3 separate regions of the Mus musculus genome follow, and regions 2 and 3 are each linked to region 1. A link is a contact called in public Hi-C and HiChIP or PLAC-seq data. All regions are on one chromosome and are shown on one strand. The core of a region is the stretch at or near the end of the contact, and the rest is flanking DNA. Distances in the headings are between cores, read along the strand shown. Region 1 holds the start of 4933404K13Rik (RIKEN cDNA 4933404K13 gene). Region 2 overlaps Rtn4ip1 (reticulon 4 interacting protein 1). Region 3 has its middle 19 kb from the start of Gm40634.

Region 1 (2,734 bases), core at 6-2,505:
ATTAAAAGGGATAAAAATCAATCAAATAGCCCAGAAGCATCTCACTGGGAGGAGACCCATTCTTCAATCAAACTCGCCACAAGTCCACTGTCACAAACTCAGCCTGATCACCATGCCCATGTCCACAAGACCTTACTGGTCCTGTGCCTGTTAACCATATACAGTAGTTACTGTGTCTGAGTTTAATATCGTTCCCCTTCCTTCTTGCCTAAAATACATGTACAATGTTCTTTGCCACATCTGCATTTAAAAAAAAAAAAAAAACCAAAACCACTTAGTGCTTAGAGCACAGTTCTGTCAGGGAATAGAGGGAGAGCTTTCAGAAGTGTACTTTTACACAGCTGCCTTTGCTTAGTCACTGTGCCCCAGTGTTTTCATCTGAAAAAATGGGCACACTACTCTCCAACCCTGAGCTTACTTTACAGTGGTCAGTATTAACCAGTTTACCGTACAAAACTGAACAAGAACAGGCCTGGCTTTGTGTAATCCAAACTTCATATCAAATTCTAAGGTAATGTGATTTTTCACGGTGTTTGTTGGGTAAGTTGTCCGAGAAGGTGGTTTGACCTAAGTCTGGAAGGAAGCAACTGAAATGACTTGGTAGAGAAAGATGTGTTGGTTTTCCTTGGCCATAATCACTTACTTACTCATAATTCTATAATTTGAGAAACAAGTGTGTCCAGACACGGCCTCTGGGCCAAACATAGTTATGAGAGTGGTCTGATCAAAATTTGTAAACTTGCTGAAAGTTTGGTGTGCATGTATGTGAGAGTGTGGTGTGTAATGTGTACATGCATGTGTGCATGTGTGTGTATATGTGGTGTATGTGTGTGTGTATGTGTGATGAAAGTGGTCTGATTGAAACTTGTAAACTTGCTGAAAGTGTGTGTGTCTGTGTGAGTGTGGTGTGTGTGTGTGTGTGTGCGTGCATGTGTGTATGTGTTGTGTGTGTGCGTGCGTGCGTGTGTATGTGTGGTGTGAGTGCGCGCACGTGTGTGCATGTGTGTGTATATGTGGCATATGTGTGTGTGTGCATGTGTTCATAACACGATTGCAGGATTTTTTTTAGCATGAACTTTGTAGATGAAAATGCCGTGTTGTAATGTCAAAAGATTAAACACATAAAATATGGGTTGGCAGGTGTGACCAATCTTTGCTTGTTTCAGGATTTTCCCTGTCCAATCACATTAGGGCAGTGGGAGACCTGTGATTGGACAGAGAACGGGAGGCGGGGCTAAGAGTCTCAGAGTTTGTCAGAGGGGAGGAGAAGCAAAATGGCTGCTGACGTATACCCGAGTTTTATTTTCCAGCCACAAGTAGCCTTGATTTCATAAGGTTAGAAATATTGGAATAAGACTTTTATCATTATCAATTGGCTCTGAAATTATTGTATTGGCATCTTGTAAATTGTAATTCTATTGATACATAAATCTGCTTGGTTAAGCTTTGAGAGTCTTGATTCTACCGGATAATTAGGTGTTGAGATGACCAACCATGGGATGCGTAGGGCATTGCGTGGTAGTGAGAGGAACTGGGGACGCTGGAGAGATGGCCCGGAGGGAGCTGTGTGGTCCTGCTTGGCCAGAGTTGGCGAGCCGGCAGGAGCGCGGGAGCGTGATCCGGCCCTGCAGAGCATTGTGGGTTCATCTTTTAAATATTTCCCGCAGCTGACTGGGCCACTCAAGATGGTGTCTTTATATACAGTACGGACATATCAGGAAGCAGTGGGCCAGGGATCTCTCAGTCCTTATAGTTTCTCTTGCTCTTCTCATGGTCATGGTGGCTTATCTTTTTAGAGTGTGCCCAGCTACCCCTAAAGCAGGGAATCTTTTGCCTGTGTTGAGACTCTCAAGAACTTCGCTGTATTTTACCGGTGAAAGAAGTCCCAGGATCAGTCTCCAGAGGAGGGCTGTGTTACTCAACATTCAACCACTATAGCAAGCCCCAGAGGTGATCAGTTTATAAAGAGGAAAGGTTTCGCTGGCTCGTGGATTCACAAATTTCAGCCATGTTCAGGTGGGAAGGCTGAAGGATCACTGAAGGAGGAGATGCTGAAGCCGTTCAATTCACAGTGAGGGGACAAAAAGAAAGGAAGACAGGCTTAAGTGCTCACTTATCCTCTTAAATGGTGCACTTCCAGGGGCCCAAAGCCTCATCGAAGGCCCCACTACTCAAAGGCTTCCCTGCCTCCCACCCGAGCCCTCCCAAAGACAGAATATTTAATACTCAGAACTTTATACCAAAACGTAAGAAGGAACTAGAGCTGACCAAGAGGAGCAGGAAGCACGGTTCACTGGATCCACTGTGAAATGGGCTAACGCGGAGATAAGTCAGAAGGCCTCCTGGGATCAACCAAGGTGAGCAGAGGAGGCCTGAAAACGGGTACTTAGCTGTCGATTTAAATAGAAACACCACCTGCAGCTTTATTTGGTTCTAAAATAGTTCTTGGCTAGGGGATGTAGCTCAGTGTTAAGACTTACCTACCATGTTGGTTCATGGCCAGAACTGCAAAAGAACAACCATATCATGGTATACACCCTGTGTTAATTAGCTTCCTGTCACTGTGACAAAAAAATTAAATAAAACAAAGCAAAAAAAAAAAAAAAAAAAAAAAAAAAAAAAAAAAAACCCTGGGAAAACTTAAAGGAGGAAATATTTATTTTGGCTGATGCTGGGTGGATTCTGGGCTTTAGTAAGACAAGCCATGTGACAGAAAGTGTGGGAGCACATGGTG
Region 2 (2,940 bases), core at 105-2,604, 93 kb after region 1:
TTTAATCTCACGGGGAGCCAGGAAAGCCTATTACACCTGTGTTAAAAAGCACAACATGAGTCAGTGCCGAGATCTGGACATTTGCAGCCCAGGTTTCTTCAGGCCAAGACAGAACAGAAACTTGAGAGTAAATTCCTCCTTCGGGTTCCCTCATGGTTGTGTGTGTGTGCACATGTGCACTCGAGTTTTTGTGTCTGTGAATGTATGCCACATGTGTGAGAGCACTTGTGGAAGCCAGAAGTCTGATCTCCTTGAAGTAGAGTTGTGGCAATTGAAAGGCACCTGATGTGGGTGCTGGGAACTGAACTCAGGTCCTCTGGAAGAGCAGTAAGTGTTCTTATCTGCTGAGCCATCTCTCCAAAGAAGCCACTGTTAAATCAGCACATTATTGGCTTATTCAAACATTAGGCAGAAATGACAGAGCGAATTAGGATTTTAGAGTTTAAGAAAGCAAGTATGATAGCACATACCTGTAACCAACCACTCTGGAGGCTGAGCTAGGAGGGCCAGGACTTCAAGACCACCCTCGGCTCCATAGCAAGGTCTGAGGCCAGCGGGGGCTACCTAATACTCTGTCTCAACAACAAAGAAGAATGCATAGCATTGTAGTCATCATTCCTATTCTCTAGTGCTTTCTAGGTCTGCCATTAATTAGATCAAGCCACAGAATTTTCAGAGTAAGCTGTGGTCTATGAAGTGAGGAGCCATGTGTTAAAGACCTGGGCAATCTTGAATTACAATGTTCATGGGCTTTTTCCTATAGAAGCCAGTGGTTCTCAGCCTGTGGGTTGTAACCCCTTTGGCAAACATCTGTCTTCAAAATATTTACATGATGATTTATAACAGTGGCAAAATTACAGTCATGAAATAGCAGTGAAAACAGTTTTATGGTTGGGAGTCTCCACAATATGAACTGTCTCAAAGGCTGCCGACCATTGATATAAAATAGCAAGCAGCACACTTTTTTCACCATTTTTTTCTTTTTTCTAACTTTGGTTGGGTGTGCATGTGGAGTGTGGTGATACAGCAAGGTAGGTAAGAAAATCCTCCTGAACAGCACTGGGGGACAGAGTGAGGGTGGGCGCCACGGTGCTCTTCCCTTAGGTCTGCGAGGTACTTTATAGAATACAGTTAGCTTAGCCACAGAACGTCAGCTTATTGCTGGCTTTAGACTTTATTTTGCCTGCTGTCCCTTTAGAGATTGGCTTTGTTCGGAAAAAGAATAGGCCCTGCCTGACCCTACACAAAACTAAAGTTTGTGCGGCCAGAAAAAAGTCCTCCCTCAGTGTCTCAGCACTTCCTTGGTGCGCCTCCATCCCGTCTTGAGCCTGCTTCTCTGCTCGTTTGCACTTTGAGGGCTCCCTCAGGTGGCAGCATTGGGAACTGACACTGGTTGTAGAGCATCACGCTTTTGTGAGATAATTTTGCTGTTTTATTTAGGAAGTGAGGCTGCTTCGGATTAAGGGTTATGGGGAAGAGACAAGCTGACAGGAAGGAGGTCAGAGACATGTCTGTCAGTTGGAACCCGGGCAGCCATGATATTTGCTGTCCTTTTAATCCTGTCTGCTAAGTGTGTCCTCCTTTATCTCCAGTCCTTGTGCAAAGCAGACATCCCTCCAGGCTGAGTACTGCTAGTGCTGGGGTGCTTCTAACAGTAGTGCCGCTGGTTTGTAGCTTCCATAGGAAATCGTCTCAAGCCACCAGAGAGGCGTTTTCTTAAGCAGAGCCTTAGGAGTCAAAAATCACCGCTGTTAGACAAAAAAACTTGGTAAAATGCCTGTCCTTTCTCTGTCCTAATGTAGAGTAAAAGAAAAGTGTGATGTTACTTGAAGGAGAATTTGACTAATTTAGGTAATAATCAAAGAGTCAAGGCCAAGTATTTTATGGGTAAATTAACTGTTAAAAATCCGTATGATAGTTGTTTTGTTGTTTACATGATTTGGTTTGAGAGAGTCTCACTGAGCTGCCCAGGCTGATCTTGACCTTACATTCTCCTGCCTCAGCCTCCTCCTCCCGAGTGCTGGGATTCCAGGTGTGTACCAGCACCTCAGCTGTGTGACACTTCCTGTGTCATATTTCCCCACTTGGGAATACTAACGCTATCGCATGGGTTGAAGTTTGGAGGAGATGGAACATCTGCAGAGTGTCACCTCTTCTTCACTAGTGATAGCTTTGAGATGAAAACCACTTCTAGAAGTAACGTGATTTTCAAAGAGACTTTTTAAAATTATATTTAATGGTATTTCAAAGGGAACAGCTGACTTGGAAATTATAGTCATAACTCTTAACACACAACAGATGATAATAATCAGCCTCTGTGATTTGCGTGAGGGACAGAAAGATGAAGTAGCTAAGATTACAGGCAGGGTGTGTGTTCTAAGGCTCAGTGCACTGGTTAGCAGTAGGTGGCAAAATTCTATACTGTCTCGTAGTGAAGATAGAGGGCCTATAACTAGTAGTTATGTAATGATAGTGGTAGATAGACGGCAGGCACCCCCTCCACTTATCTCAGGAGTGTTTTCTGTGGGCGCTCAGGGAATTTTCATGAAATAGCCTCCGTAATAGTTAATATAGTACCAGATACCAGACCCCATTATGTCATGGCCTTCCACCTCTACTGGGTACAATGTTCTAGATATTTGACATCATGCAGCCCAGGTTCCGCCCCCCCCCCCCCCATGTGTGTACACATGTATGTTCCATAGCACTCGCATGGAGGCAGACAACACCTTTCAGGAGTTTGTTCTGCCCTCTTACCCCCACTCCTGCGGGTGCCGATGGTTGCTCTCAGGTGGTCAGACTTTCCTGTCAAGCCCTTTTACCCACTGAACCATCTTGCCTGCCTGATGCTGTGAGTTTTGACTACTGATTCTTTCAGATCTCAGACTTCTTTGGGAAATGGATGGTGGCTTTGTATCCTTCTCTTTGCCTATGCACACC
Region 3 (2,969 bases), core at 10-2,509, 100 kb before region 1:
CAGCATTGTGACAGCCAGCAAAATCCATACACACGTGGAGTGGGTAACAAGGCTCCTAATGAGAAGTACAGGTGAAAGAGATAAGTGAGGGTGGGGTGAGGGGGAGGTAGGGGTGGGGTAGGAGGTGGGTAAGGGGTGGAAGGTGGGGGGTGGGGGTGGTGCAGAGCAAATTTCCGCCAGCACAGGACCCCCCCCCCCCCCCCCGGGGATTTGCTGAAATGTAGATCAGGAGGTGTGGGGCAGGCTTTAGAATCTCATCTTCTCTACAAAGTCCCCAGACTGAGGTTGCAGCTTTCAGAGGAAGAAGAAAGAAGCAAGAAGCTTGGGTAGAGGAAGCAAAGACTTCACAAAGAAGAGAATACAAACAGATCTTTGAAGAAAGAATGGCCTGGAGCTGTCAACCTCCCCCGACGCCTAGCTGTGGGGAGACAGGGGGTGGGGTGTCCATAGCCCACCCTGCCGAAGCCAGTGAGTGGCCTGGAGCCAATAGCCTCACGCTCAGCCTCGCTGTAAGGGTTGAGTCTGGCAGACCCCAGGCAAGTTCATTTCCTTCAATAAATCCAGCAGCTTCCCCTTTGATAAATACTGTCAGAGCTGGAACATGTGGTGCTAACAAAATATGGTTTTAATTTGGGACCCGCTGCACTCACGGTTAAATACTTGTGTATACAATAGCAGCTTCACAGCCAGACAAGTTAATATGCCCGGGCTGAAAATGGCTAAGCCCATGAGGATTCGGTTATACACATTTTTGCTGCTCTGAAAAGCAACCTAATCACCATCATCAATTTTAATACTCCAGGACTTCTCGAGAACGTGGAGGCTTTTAAAGGGCAGCCAGTTTTGCCTCTGCATCCAGTGCAGAAGCCACACATTTGTTTCGCCGATATTTTATATCCACTTATTGTCATATGTTGTTTGACCTTCAGAAAACGGCATGCTGTTTTAATCAACAACTCAACGCGGCATTCAAACTCGATGGTGCATAGCCTCGTGGCAAACCCAGGAGGTGTTGGGGAGAGAAGACGGGGTTGGGGGAGGAAACCAGACCAGAGTTTAACAACAGCCAGGCTTGTTGTGGCGGGTCTCCGTCCTGGGAACAGAAACTCTCAGTATTTTTGCCAGGCTTGAGTGTGTCTGCCTTGGAATAGTCCAGGGAGAGGAGAAAACTGGTTAGACCAGTTTCCGCTGTGGCCCTGGCAGTGGACAATGCTGGTAACTGGACCTCCAGGAGAGCGTGGATAATGAGCAAGCCCACGGCTTCCAGACAGTGGGTCACAGGAACGGTGTGAGGCCATTTCCCGGCACACCAACGATCCCAGCACTCAGCTCGTAACCGTCCTGGGAGACAGAACTAAGAAAGGTCGGCAGCAGGTGTCCTGCGGGCGGTGGGCAGAAGAGAAAGCCAAGAGTTTTGGTTCCTGGAGTCGGGGTTTTCTCAAAAGACCGCAGCTTCAGGAATAGGGAGGGAAGTGAGCTGGGTCAAGCCCCGTAAAAAACGAAAAATAAACCACCCAGGAATCAATGAATAGCCTTAAAGGACTGGAGGTTTATTCATCAGGCATAAAGGGAGCTGATAGGAATTCTTTAACCATCCTGGAGACATCTGTATGCTGCACTTAAACACATTTTCCCCATTAATTAATTAATTAATTAATTAACTAATTTTAAATCCCAATCGCAGCTCTCCCTACACCTCCTCCCACATGGCCCTTCCCCCACACTCCATTTTAAAAAGTGTATTTTCCAGGCCAGTAGTGAAGTTCAGTACTAGAGGGCTTGCTTAGCATTCTCCAGGTCCCACACTGTACCCGGGATTGGAAAAAAAAAGTATTTTTCCTTTTATTATGTACTTATTTTGAGAGAACAAGACTACCATCCCTTGAGCAACAATTTCCCAGTTAATTATTCTCCATCAAATCCTTTGAAGGAGTCGTTAAACACTGGTATGAACTCTTTTGTTTTGGGTGCTGGGGACTGAATCCAGGGCCAATTGAGAGACACCTGTGACCCTTCAACTCTGGGTGCTTGTGCACAAGTATATGTATATTATACCTGAAAGGCATTGATGGAGAGAGATGGTTTTAATTAATTCATTTTTCTTCATTTTTTTCTTTCTTTCTTTTCTTTTTGTTTTGTTTTGTATGAGGATGGGGTTTCCCTATGTAGCCCTGGCTGTCCTGGAACTCACTCTGTAGACTGGGCTGGCCTTGAACTCAGAGACCTGCTTGTCTTTGACGCCTGAGTCCATGCACTGCTGGCCAGCTCTCTGTTTTGTTTTGTTTTTTGTTTTTTTTCCTAATACAGGGTCTTGCTCTGGGGCTGTTCTGGCTGCCCCAGAACTCATCATGTAACCCAACCCAGCCTTGTAACTCAAACACGGCAATTCTCCTGTTCCAGTCTCCTAATTTCTGGGATTACAGGTATGCACACCACATCCAGCAATGGACATTCCTCTTTATGATGAAGGCAAGTTTTTTCTGGTCTACTAATCTGTTTTAGTTGAAAGTGTTTAGGCACAACCAATAGGACTGAGTGGATAGGGAGTCTCCCAGGACACCTTACAGAAGTCTCTGTGTCCTGTTTTCTCTCATTTGTTGGCTGGGGAGAGAGAGGTAGTATTCTTGCCCACCTCAAATGTGTTGGTTAGGAACCATGGAGACTTTGGCCACATGAACATTCATTCAGCCTGTTGCTACCTTTGCCATTGGCTTCTCTTTTTTCTTTGGATCGCTTCCTCGCTAATGGAAGGATCAGGAGGGTGCATAGTTCATCTGAGAAAGAATGAATGCAGACTTCTAATGGTATAGAGATTGTATGCCACTAGTGGGGGAAGGGTTCCCACATATCCATCCCAGCAATGAAATGCTATAGGGACAAGGGGTCAGTGGGCATTTAATCCAAACCAAATTGAGCAAGTAGAACAAGCCTCTAATTGGAGGCCTGGATTCCACATTAAAAACCATTCT

What was found. Hi-C and Micro-C count contacts between places; a contact is called where the count stands out from the background. HiChIP or PLAC-seq counts read pairs in DNA pulled down with a chosen protein or histone mark.
Region 2: a contact with region 1 is called in a Hi-C map of the CH12 cell line, with 2.4 times the contacts expected there. The contact joins the enhancer-like site here to the promoter of 4933404K13Rik in region 1. A contact is called at or near these places in 2 of 15 datasets of contacts at CTCF or cohesin (large pre-B cells and pro-B cells), 33 of 484 Hi-C or Micro-C datasets (B cells, CD4 T cells, the CH12 cell line and 17 more), 6 of 115 datasets of contacts at active chromatin or transcription factors (the 230-238 cell line, embryonic stem cells, large pre-B cells and 1 more) and 3 of 9 other capture datasets (adipose tissue, macrophages and pancreatic islet).
Region 3: a contact with region 1 is called in an H3K4me3 HiChIP or PLAC-seq map of the 230-238 cell line, with 18 read pairs. The contact joins the enhancer-like site here to the promoter of 4933404K13Rik in region 1. A contact is called at or near these places in 1 of 39 promoter capture datasets (hematopoietic stem and progenitor cells), 1 of 115 datasets of contacts at active chromatin or transcription factors (the 230-238 cell line) and 1 of 9 other capture datasets (liver).

What each region holds. Positions count from the first base shown.
Region 1 is chr10:43,824,652-43,827,385 of GRCm38.p6, forward strand. It overlaps 4933404K13Rik (RIKEN cDNA 4933404K13 gene), which reads left to right and starts at 1,256. Exons shown (of 3, transcript NR_131055.1): 1 at 1,256-1,335.
Region 2 is chr10:43,917,802-43,920,741 of GRCm38.p6, forward strand. All of the region lies in intron 4 of Rtn4ip1 (reticulon 4 interacting protein 1), which reads left to right. Among named protein-coding and RNA genes, the nearest start is that of Rtn4ip1, 17 kb to the left of the region's middle. Within about 2 kb of position 1,355, at least 20 of the 459 cell types and tissues checked have an H3K27ac peak or open chromatin away from gene starts, as enhancers often do. A contact at or near this core is called in B cells, the CH12 cell line, bone marrow-derived macrophages and 3 more, where this site is marked.
Region 3 is chr10:43,722,357-43,725,325 of GRCm38.p6, forward strand. No RefSeq gene overlaps it. Among named protein-coding and RNA genes, the nearest start is that of Gm40634, 19 kb to the right of the region's middle. Within about 2 kb of position 1,260, at least 114 of the 459 cell types and tissues checked have an H3K27ac peak or open chromatin away from gene starts, as enhancers often do. A contact at or near this core is called in the 230-238 cell line and liver, where this site is marked.